Linked DNA regions of Mus musculus: region 2 is linked to region 1. Evidence: chromatin contacts called from public HiChIP or PLAC-seq data. All regions are on one chromosome and are shown on one strand. Each heading gives the region's core, a stretch centred on a gene start, on an enhancer-like site or on the middle of the called end of the contact. The rest is flanking DNA. Distances are from core to core; before and after follow the strand shown. Region 1 holds the start of Pttg1 (pituitary tumor-transforming gene 1). Region 2 overlaps Atp10b (ATPase, class V, type 10B).

Region 1 (5,919 bases), core at 2,285-4,784:
CGTGACAGAAGGTGATGCTCTGGCAAGTGAGTCCCCCTGAACAAGTCTATGTATTCAAAGTAAGTCAGGTTCAGACAGTCTCAGACTCTAGGGCTACACGTTAGAGTCGCACGGAGTTAGAGTCTAAGAGAAATCTCAAACTGAGGGCCTGCCCATCGTGCCAAAGACATTTTTACCTAGAGGATTGAAAGGGAAGAACTTTTCTATTTCTGGGTAGGCATCATCAGGAGCAGGAACAGAACTTTGTGTCTTAGTAGACTTCTCGGTGATCTAGAAAAACCCAAGAGAACAAGCACTGAGAGAATGCAGTTTCGCCAACCTGCAAGGTAGCTTGCGGTTGGACAGCCTCTTCCAATGATGGCATCACTACTTTGAATGTGTTCATTGTGTGCTGTCTTCTAAGAAGTCAGTCCTTAGTTTTCAGGACTCAGTGTAAAGGTGAGGAGAAAATGGACTCCTGGAAGTTGTCCTGACTCGGATATGCATACCATCACACGCACCGGCCCTGTCCTGCCCTACACACACACACACACACACACACACACACACACACACACAAAGGAGACGGGAAGACACACATCTGTCACATGACCTCTAACCAACTGCTCTGTGGTTCCGAGCACTTGCTGCTCTTACAGAAGACTCAGGTTCAGTTCCCAGCACCCACAGGGTGGCTCACAACTATCTGTAACTCCAGTCCAGATGAAGCGATGTCTCAGGTCTTCCTCAGGCACGTGGCACACTTACATACTGTGATGGTTTGTATATGCTTGACCCAGGGAGTGATGATATTAGGAGGTGTGGCCTCATTGGAATATGTGTATCACTAAGGACATGGGCTTTAATACCCTGGTCCTTGCTGCCTTCAGATGAAGATGTAGAACTCTCAGTGCCTCCTGCACCATGCCTGCCTGTATATTACCAAGCTTCCCACATTGATAATGGGCTGAACCTCTGAACCTGTAAGCCAGCCCCAATTCATATTGTCCTTATAAGAGTTGCCTTGGTCATGGTGTTTGTTCATAGCAGGAAAACCCTAACCAATACATATACCATACAGGCAAACATCCAAATACATAAAATAAAAGTATTCTTTAAGTCAGACCTCTTAGTACCTGTCCACATATATTATTAAGAATCCTGAGCAGGGTTAATTTAAAGCTAATCAACTCAACTGTTCAAACCTAACAGTGGACAAAACAGACTTGAGGCACCCCAGAATAGTGGCTAATCCTGGAAGTCAATTTGACCTCATAAAAGTGTAATTTTTCTGCCACTGTTACCTTAATTATTTACTTGGCTAATATTAACAAGTTTGTGTTCCTTAAACATATGGACTTAAGTAGCAGCAGAACCTAAAACATCCAAAGAATTATCAGGTAGACAATCAATAATAGCAAGTCAAAACAGAAGCCTGGGCGCTCTTGATCCCATCCGATCTATGTGTATGTATGCCAGAGTGGGGGCATGTAGTTCAGGCTAGCCTCCAGCCAACCCCTCCTCCAGCTTCAGCCTCCCAAGTGCTGGGATTGCAGGTGCTTATCAAGCCCAGCTAAGTACTTCACACATCTGTCACATGGCCTCTAACCAACTGCTTCCTGGTACTAGTTAAGAACAGCTGAGGCAAAATCAGGGTTAGCTACTCCTAAAAGCTGCGATCTCAAGATGCTGAGCAACTGGAAGTACCAGCCTGACTCCTCTCTGTGAGTTTGTGGACCTCTCTTTACCTCCTACTGAGAGGAAGAGAGGCAGATGGGAAGTAAGTTTCTAAGCATCAGAAGTGCTGCAGTGGGGCTTAGGATGGCTCAGAGGGTAAAAGCACTTGCTGCTCTTCCAAAGGAGTCAGACTCAATTCCAAGCACCCAGCGCCCTCTTCTGGCCTCCTTATGTAACTGCACACATGCAGTATTCATCTACAGCTACGTATACATGAATAAAAATAATAAACTTTTCTTAAGTGCCAACACATGTACAAATATTCATGTTCATAGCCCGCACTCACCTTTTTCCCAGTCAAGGTCGGCTGTTTTGGTTGGAGGGGTTTGCCAGTCTTCATAGGCTTTTCGGCAACTCTGTTGACTGTCCCCAAAGCCTTTCTGCTGGCTTTAGGCACGGCTGGAGCATTGAACACTTTGCCGACTCGAGGCGTTGAAACCTGCAATTTCCCATCTAAGGCCTTGACTGTTGAAAAAGGGATAATCATTAAAAAAAAAAAAAAATCACAGACTCAGTGGGTAAATAAAGGAGCTTTCGGCTAAACCAGACAACCTGAATTCAGTCCCCAGAACCCACACAGTATAAGGAAAACCAATTTCCACAGGTTGTCCTCTGACCTCCACAGGCACACCACGGCATGCGTGTGACCCCACACATACACAAATAAAGGTAATAAATGTATTGCTCTTAAAGATTAGGCCATACAACTTAACTCAATTCTTACACACAAACCTGTGCCTCATTTGGGGCAGTTACTTAGCACTCTAAATAACCTCATTAAGACAATAAGTATGAACATAGGCACCATGGCGCACGCCTTTAATCCCAGAATTTAGGAGTCAGGGGTAAGTGGATCTCCTGAGTTCAAGGCCAGCCTGATCTGCATAGCAAATCCCAGGCCAGTTAAAGCTATGTCTCAAAAAACCGATTTAAGCAGAGCGCCTGGACACGTGACTTAGTAGCATTTGAAAAGCTCCAAGTTCCATTCCCGGCAGTGCATAAGCCAGGCAAGGTGGCCCATGCCTGTAATCACTGCACTGGGCAGGTGGAGTCAAAGGATCAGAAGTTCAAGGCCCCCCTAGGTTACATTGGGAACTGTAGGCTGGGACCATTCACAACACCTGTGTATCTCAAGGCAGGAAATACTTACCACCAGTGCCCAGCTTCAACCCATCCTTAGATGCCAAACGGCGGCCGGGTTCTTCATTATCCTTATCAACAAAGATAAGAGTAGCCATTCTGGATTACTCTAAGGGAGAGACCTGAATATTAGGATATTGGCATTGAGGACGGCTGGAAAAACTACGCAGTAACAGAGACCAAGCTTTACCCAGGGCACCTATGCACAAAAATTTATAAGTAGCTGGAGAAGTCAACAGGCTTAATCCAGATCCTAAATCTGCACGCCAGGGTCATAAAACACTCAACTCTTACAGAAATCAGTTTATGTTGGCACCCATCAAAACTGTCTCCAGCCTACAATCTCTGCTATAAAGAGAAGCCAAGAGGATGCTCAAATTTGGCCTCCTGCTACATAACAAGTTCAAGACCAGCCAGGGCTGCTTGAGATCCTGAAGTGGGGAGGGAAGAAGAAAAGTAAAAACAGCGTTGCTGTGGGTCGAGCACGACAAGAGCGCCTCGGGACGCGGGGCCGAGTGAAGCACACGTCCCGACCCTGCTTCAACCTCCAGTCCCGGGTCTGCCCTCCCCGCCACCCCAAGCTCGCCCAAGACGCCCTCACCCACGACGAGCTCACAGCTAAACTCACCGAAGACTGCGCCACCAACGACCCGGCACACCGCAGTTTAAACTGTAACTCAATTGGTCCCTCCGAGAGGAGGTGGGGCCTACAGCCTGAGAACCAATGGGAGCAACGGAAGTTTTCAGCCACCGCCCAGCTCTCGCGTCTGTCTCCAAAGTATTAAGGAAAACAAAACTAAACAAAACCAAAAAAAAAAAAAAACAAACAAACAAACTAGAATCGTACATTGTCCAAAACTCCTGTGAGAGGCTTTTTGTTTGCCACGACATGGACCTGCGAGAAGGTACTCACCCAATAAACGTCTTGTCCCTTTAAATTTGAAGGGCTTTTTTTTTTTTTTTTTTTTTTTTTTTGGAAACAGGTTTTCACAGGACTCAGACTGTCCTTGAACTGTGCAATGGATGGTGAATGACAATCACTTTTAACTCCTGAGACTGCTTCCGGTCTTCCAAGGACTAGATTAGTGGCTGTGCCACTGCTCCAGGCTCACTTTTATGGTTTTGGCTTCTTTGAAAAAGTCTCTTACTACCCAGTTCAGGCTTTTCGGAAACTCACTAGCCCAGGCCTGCTTCTGACTCAAGATTCTCCTGCCTCAGAGCTCAGATCAGAGTAGCCAGAGTGTAATCTCTAGGGGAACAGGCCTGCGCAGTAGATACTGGAGTTTGGAGAAGACTAAAAAGGAATAAGTAGTAGAAGAGACCAACATGTACATAAAAACTTAACTGAAGAAGCCAAGAGGTTTAATCCAGACCTTAAATCTTCAAGTCAAAGTCAGAGGCACTAATCTACTGAGAAGATGGTTTGGGTCTTGGATCGGCCCCCACCAAAACCTATCCAAGACTGGAGAGATTCCTGGGCAGTTACAAGCACTTACTGATCTTGAAGAAGACCCTGGCTGTCCTGGGAATCACTATGTAGACCAGGATGGCCTGGAACTTAAGACATCTGCCTGCCTTTGCCTCTTAAGTAGTAGTTAATCTCTGCTTATTTTTAGAACTTGTGGAAATTTGGCAGGTTTGAAGACAAAGAATGGAGATTATTCAAGAGCCCAGGACTTCCCATTGAAATAAGCATTGTTAATAATAACATTGGAGCCTCCCCCTGCACACTTTCTGCTATGTGTGTGATTATATTTAATTAACATAAAAGTTCCTTAGTCTCCTTTGTGTGTTCCTGAAAACATTCTAAAGTTCCATGATTGATACTGGGATACTTGTACTAGGAATTTCACCCACCCCACCCCACCCCCTCCTGCTGGACAGACCCTTTCTACAAAGGTTGTGACAGCTTGTAAAGTCCTCAGCTCTATGGAGCCACAGGAGATGCTGATGTGTGACTGGTGAGTGGTAGATCAAGAAAGCTTGCTTGCTTTCTTCTTCTTCTTCTCCTTCTTTTTGTTTGTTTGTAGAACATGAGTTTAATATTTTTAGCTGTTAATATTCAATAAACGGAATAATTATTTTAAGATATATTTCATTGTTATGTCTCTTTTCATTTCTGGTTTTATTAATTTGGATACCGTCTCTGTGCCCTCGGGTTAGTCTGGCTAAGAGTTTATCTATCTTGTTGATTTTTCTCAAAGAACTAGCTCCTGACTTTTTTGTTTTTTGTTGTTTTGTTTTTGTTTTATTGGTTTGGTTTGGTTTGGTTTTTGGTTTTTCGAGACAGGGTTTCTCTGTGTAGCTCTGGCTGTCCTGGAACTCACTTTGTTGACCAGGCTGGCCTCGAACTCAGAAATCCACCTGCCTCTGCCTCTACCTCCCGAGTGCTGAGATTAAAGGTGTGCACCACCACGCCCGGCTTCTGATTTTTGTTGATTATAGTTCTTTTTGTTTCTATTTGGTTGATTTTAGCCTTGAGTTTGATTAGTTCCTGCCTCTACTCCTCTTGGGTGTATTTGCTTCTTCTTCTTCTTCTTGTTCTAGAGCTTTCAGGTGTGCTGTCAAGCTGCTAGTGTAAACTCTCATCAGTTTCTTTTTGGAGGTACCCAGAGCTATGAGTCTTCCTCTTACCACTGCTTGCATTGTGTCCCATAAGTTTTGGTATGATGTGTCTTCATTTTCATTAAATTCTAAAAAGTCTTTAATTTCTTTATTACTTCCTTGACCAAGTTATCATTGAGTAGAGCATTGCTCAGCTTCCATGTGTATGTGTGTTTTCTGTTGTTTTTGTTGTTATTTAAGACCAGCACTAGTCTGTGGTGATCTGATAGGATGCATGGGATTATTCAGTCTTCTTGTATCTGTGGAGGCCTGTTTTGTGAACAATTATATGGTCAGTTTTGAAGAAGATACCATGAGGTGCTGAGGAGAAAGTATATTCTTTTGATTTAGGATGAAATATTCTATAAATATCTGTTAGGTCCATGTGGTCCATAAATTCTGTTAGTTTCACTGTGTCTCAGTTTGGTGTCTGTTTCCATGATCTGTCCATTGATGAAA
Region 2 (6,090 bases), core at 1,177-3,676, 240 kb before region 1:
GGGGATGTACGTTGGATCTCCAGCACCTGTGTTAAAACTACGAAGGGGATGTGAGCCTATAATCCTAGCATCATCAAGGTAGAGACAGGAGCATTCCTCCCTCAGCATGCTTGATCACCCAATCTAATCTAATCAATAAGCTCTAGCTTTAGTAAAGGACAGTGACTCAAATCATTTTGTGAAGAGAAATGAAAGACAGCTGTCCCAACTTCTGCCCTGTACAAGACAAAACACACATATGCATACAAACACACACACACACAATACCTTGGTTGCATATGGCAAAATGCTGACTAAAAATACCTTGCCCAAAATGAAAATTGTTGGAAAAATACAAGGTGAGTGCGCCTTAGGCCTTGTGGTGCCAGGAAGTGAGAATCCATCAGGATAAGCTCCACTTTGGGCCCAGCTCCCATTTAATTCCTAGAGAGGAGTAATCAGTCTTTTTGATACGTATGTCAGGAAAGCATCCCAGGGAAAGAGACTGATTGTCCCAGGTTAGGTATCATATACCCATTCCTGGACCAATTAACTATGGCCAGAGTGTCAGGGTTCTCTGAACTGCATCCTCCGTCTGAAAGTCATAAGGAGGACTGATCTGTGGAGAAAAAGGGTTTTGAGCAACAAAGCAATGGATATCCATTACAGACTCAGACTGTAAAATCCTACATTACATATGACCATGGTTGTATACTATATAGGGCAGGGTCTGGATGTCCTCTAACTCTCTCCTATATCCCTTCCCCCATGCTAGTCTTTCTTCCCCGAAACCTGCTTCCTGTCTTAGTTCCTCTGCCTTCCCAATATTGTGGATCGAATAGCAGGTTCTTACTCTTCTCTGGGCTTCTGTAGATGTTGCTACTTCTCATTCTTCTTCACCCCATCTTCCAGTTAATCAATTCACTTTCTCATCCAATGCTATAGAATGTCTAGTTGTTAATGCCTGGCTTGGATTTTCATTGCCATTATTTATTGGCAGAGGTGACACGTTATGATTGTATCTTCTGTGAACAGCTCAATATAGCTTCTCGAGTTGAAATTTATACTCTGCTTTTTACGGCCTCTTTTGCCAAAAACATTGGGTTTTCCCATTGTTTTCCCGTGTTTTTGTTATCTCTAACAAGACAGTTTTATACAGAGAAGGTTTGTCTTTACAGTGAATACTCCCTTAAGACATCACTGCCCCTCCTATGGCAGTTGTCCAGAGTTTATGCCTCATGTCACTTATTTATTTTTTCACTGAGTGTAGATGACAGGCCTTCTCTGTGAAGTAATGCAATGACATATTCCTGGGGTCGAAGACAAAATAAACACAGGCCAGGGAATAGACTAAGCCAATGAGTTCTAATCAGAAATTAATGACTGCATGACACAGTCCTTGGTAAACAACTCTACTAATATTTCTTTTGGAAATGATCCGGGGACAAAATCATTCTTTTTCTGATATTTTGTTGGAATGTCAAACCCAGACATTATAAGGAATATGTCACAGCAAGACCTTAAGATTTATTAGTCTTGAATTAAAACAAAAAACAAAACAAAACAAAAAAACCATAATATCCATCTACTTGGAAAAAGGAAACTCAACCTACAAGGAAGCATTAAGGTCCCGTTCAGATGGCCTTCCAGCCCAAGCCATGTTCTTGTATGCCAGTAGCTGTGGCAGGAAGACTGTCCAGATGACTGGGAATGTAGACTAGCCCCTCCTCCAGAGACAGATGGAAGGGATTACTCATCACACCCAGTGGTTATCTTGAAAAGGACAATCACCAACCAGGAACTAGAAAGTTTGCCAAGTGCCAGTAATTGTTAGTAGTTTCAGATAGGGTTTGCAGAAATTAGGGCTTCCTTCATTTGCATTCCAGGAAGGAAACAATGATTTATCCCAGCAGATGATGTATGGTGAACATTTGCTATCACGATTTAGATACCCTAGTGAAACACTTTTTTTTTCTTTAAAAGAGTGAGTGAAGAGGAATTCCCCAATTCTACAGTATTCCTCCTCACTGCTTTTTTAGTTGGCATGGTGTTCTGCCAGCCTTTTAACTCCTTTATGGCATGGCCCATTGATCAGATTAGGAGAGGTATCCCTACCCTTGCTTTGTTGGGCTAATCCAGGTCCAGGAATCTTCATGGTGGCCCCCTCTCCTGAGCACCATGAGAAAATGGACTCAGCAGTAAGCAAGCGTAGTGATAACTGACTCCACTCTTCTCTTTAACAGACATCCTCGGCTCCTAGTAAAATCTGGATGAATACATGTGTTCTGTGTTAGAGGAAAGGCCGGCTGTTTCCTTTCCTTCAATGAGCACAGAATTTCTAGATTGACAGGGGTTTCAAAATGATTTGAAACATGAATCCTGTACTCTAAGACCATATGACTGTGAGTCACTGTTACTTTATAGCTGTGTTTCTCAACCTTCCTAATGCTACAACCCTTTAACACAGTTCCTCGTGTTTTGGTAACCTCCAACCATAAAAACATTTCTGTTGCTACTTCATAACTGTAACTTTGCTACTGTTATGAATCATAATGTAACTATCTGATATGGAAGAATTCTGATATAAATGACCCCCCCCCATCAGTTAACCCCCAAAGGGGTCACAACCCACAGTTTGAGAACCACTGCTTTATACCTTGTGTGACTCCAAAACAAGTAGTAATGCTTTCAGTGTTCATTAACAAAGAAAAATACAGATTTAGCAAAACTACTGTGGAATTGGTGACCTTTTGTGGGAATTAATCATCTACCAGTCTTGATTAAAAACAGGAGTCTCTAAACAAAAGGGTGTGAGTATAGGAAGGTCAGGCGGGCCACACTGGTGAGAGTGAGGTAAAATGAGGGGCAGAGGAAACAATAAGCAGGATTATTAAACGTGTACAAAATGGTCATAGAACAAATGTAAACATTTAAAATATAAATGATTGGAGCACAAATAATTAAAAATAAAATTCTCACAAAATTTGTAAAGTAACACTACATCTATGTTACGAAAGAAAGTGTGCTGTGTGGCCATGGAGTGGAGTGACCACTACAGGGAATTGTGTTCTTTTCTTCACAAGTAACAGAATTCTGTGAGATGGTTCTAGATAATTGGAACAAAAGAGAATTGTAATAAGAATGCGGTAGGAAAAGGAAGGGAAGGAAGAACATATAATAAGGCTCGGTGGTTGAAAAGAAAGCTTGAGGATTTGGACTTAGAAACCACAACTAGGAATCCAAGATGACAGTGAAGGACTGAAAGGAATAATAAGTTAACGGTCTTGTGTGATTTTCCTTCCTGGAGTCATTGCACTCAGCTCACAGTCCCACAGTGGGACAGCATAAGAGGCAGGATGCCTTGACTTACGTCAAGATGTGAGCAAGGGATGAAGGGGCTACAGGAGCTTGTTTTGCAAAGAATATGGAAGAGGAGATAAGGAAACATGGAGCAGTGGTCTACTAAAATATCAAAAAGTGAAGCAGGGACTTGTTAACCAGTTTAATTGAATGACTTGATAATCCATTGTGAAAATAACATGATGGTAAGTAAACTTAAAAAAGTAAAACTGGAAGAACACGTAAGGGGTTTCCTGTCCTAACCTGTTCTCACTGTTACAATATGCTCCAGCCAGATTGCTTTAGATTGCATTTCCTGGTGGCCTTGACAGTGGCCAGCTTGCTGTATCTGAGATAAAGGTCAGCAAAAAGTAAGACAACACAGCCTGGGAAGTTATGACACCCTGACTTTTGGACCACTTTGTTTTGCTTTCAAAGGTACCAAATGGACACACCTGAGCAAGACTGGGAACTGGGTGTTGTTTATCGCTATAGTAATTGTTGTGTCAATACCCACTTCCTCCTCTCTGAATCTCTTTCCCTTTCCCCAAGATCCATGTCCTGATATCCAATAAATACTCAAAATCATGAAAGAGAAAAGAATGAATGCATGAGACCTCAACTTTGAAGACAGTTTTTATGAGTCAGCTGTTCTAGTTTGCATTCTTGCCATAGTCAAGACATGACCAAAAGCCGTTGGGGTTCAAAAAGAGTTTATTTCATTTTACAGCTTATTCATGATAAAGGGAAGTCAGGACAAGAACTCAAGGCAGGAATAGAAGGAGAGATTATGGAGGGGTACTGTTCACTAGCTTACTCCTCCTGGTTTGCTAGCTTTACTTTCTTATATATCCTAGGACCACCAGCCCAGGGATGCCACTACCCACTGTGGGCCCTTCCAAATCAATCAAGAAATGCCCCACAGATTTTCCCATAGGCAAATCTGTTACATGCCAACTATGAGATGATGTTCCGTTTATTCTCAACTATACACTTGCCCACACGTCCTAAATTTACATTGGGATCTTATTAGCATGTGCCTGACACAGGGAAAAATAGTCTGGCCTTCCCTAAAGCCCTGCAGAGACATATACCCTCCTCTGAAAGAGGGTTATCTCTCCCTGTGCTTTGGTTGCAGTCAGTGGGACTCTCGTCAAAGAGCAGCAGCTTATGGGGGAAGGGGGGAACAATTAAAAACAAGAATCTGCTTAGATTAAGTTTATCCATGAAATAGAATAATCTGGAGGGTGGTGAGATGAGCCCTGCCCTACCTGGGAGGAGAATCAAAGTTTGCTGAGCCTGGTTGATGTTAGATGGCCTGGTAATTACATACATCCTTTGGCAGTCACAAAAGCTTCCCTGGAGGAACCACATCTTGTCCTTACGGGAAGTAGGGCCACGTCGTCATGTTTAGAGGACACAGTATTGGGGGTTTGAAAGATAGTTCAGTGGTTAAAAGAGTGTGTACCGCTCTTGCAGAGGACTTAAGTTTGGTTTCCATAACTACAACAGAATGATCACAGCTGAATGTAACTCCAGCTCTAGGGGATAGAACACTTTTCTTTTTTTTATATCTTAAGGGTATCTTCACTCACATGTATGTATCACATACACATACTTTAAAAATAATAATAAACATTTGCAAAAGCAGGGCTCTTGTGTCTTCTGCATCTATTTTGGAGAGTGCAAGAAGAAACCAAGGTAGCGAGAGAGGGAAAAACCAGCCCTCCACAAGATGAAGACAGAAGAGCCATGGGCAGTGCCTGGAAAGAAGGAGTCAGAGAAAAGACACAGCAGGTTTGCTCTGAGCAAGAACAGGGCAAGAGAGTCGACCTTCACCATGACCTTGGCCGGAGCCCCACAGGGCGTGATTCAGGGGCAACAGGGACTCTGAGCTGCTGCAGGATTATTAGCTGCCACTCCTTTCTGAAACCCAGCAGTGATCTGAGTGGTATGGGTCAGGACCAAAGCGCATGGCTTAATCAAAAGTGCAAAAGCAGCCCACAAATTACAGCATGATTTGTCATCATCTCCGGACTCACTGTTTGTCCCTGAAAGAATCAATACCTGGAGGGACAAGAGCCATATTTTTAGAAACTCCTGGATGGGCAATTTATTTCAAGTGAGTAGAGAGTTTATTTATGTTGGCACCCCCATGGGTGTAATGGACAGTATATTTACACAAAGACAGGAAATGCTATCATTTCTTCTAATCAAATTGCCCCTTTGAACAGCTGTAGCTTACAACCCTGAATGACAAATTTACTCGCTCATATGTTCAAAACTATACCCAGGAACCATGCCCATTATGGTCTTCAGCATTGCTGCCTTCTGTTTGGATAGAATGATATGCATTGCAGAATTCTTCTGAATAGATTCTATTTTCTAAGGCACCAATGGGATAGGCAGGGCTGGTGATATTAGCTACATTCTACAGATAAAGAAACCAAGGCTCAAGTGTTAAATGCTTTGCTGAGCACTAGAGTTGGAAAGCAATATCTCACCATCTCTAGCTGATTTTACTCCTATTATACTATATCTGAAACAACTTCAAGGAGAGTTTCTATAGTCAAAACCAATTATACAAATATTCTATCAGAAAAGAACTAAAAGAAATTATATATATATATATATATACATTATAGATATTCTATTTCAGGTGTTCATAAAAATATTTAAATTGACATTCAAACTGTTCAAGGCAGGCTGGGAAAGAGGGCTCAGTAAGTAAATGCTTGCTATAAGTACATGAGGACCTGACTTGAAATCCCA

Evidence for each region. HiChIP or PLAC-seq counts read pairs in DNA pulled down with a chosen protein or histone mark.
Region 2: an HNF4G HiChIP or PLAC-seq map of pancreatic cancer cells shows a contact between it and region 1. The contact joins the enhancer-like site here to the promoter of Pttg1 in region 1. A contact is called at or near these places in 2 of 39 promoter capture datasets (both in the C10 cell line), 2 of 15 datasets of contacts at CTCF or cohesin (large pre-B cells and pro-B cells), 1 of 484 Hi-C or Micro-C datasets (centrocytes), 2 of 115 datasets of contacts at active chromatin or transcription factors (large pre-B cells and pancreatic cancer cells) and 1 of 9 other capture datasets (adipose tissue).

What each region holds. Positions count from the first base shown.
Region 1 is chr11:43,422,717-43,428,635 of GRCm38.p6, forward strand. It overlaps Pttg1 (pituitary tumor-transforming gene 1), which reads right to left and starts at 3,535. Exons shown (of 6, transcript NM_001131054.2): 1 at 3,485-3,535; 2 at 2,867-2,965; 3 at 2,003-2,181; 4 at 177-270. The coding sequence starts at 2,954.
Region 2 is chr11:43,181,300-43,187,389 of GRCm38.p6, forward strand. The region is part of intron 4 of Atp10b (ATPase, class V, type 10B); the gene reads left to right. Among named protein-coding and RNA genes, the nearest start is that of Atp10b, 34 kb to the left of the region's middle. Within about 2 kb of position 2,427, at least 50 of the 459 cell types and tissues checked have an H3K27ac peak or open chromatin away from gene starts, as enhancers often do. A contact at or near this core is called in pancreatic cancer cells, where this site is marked.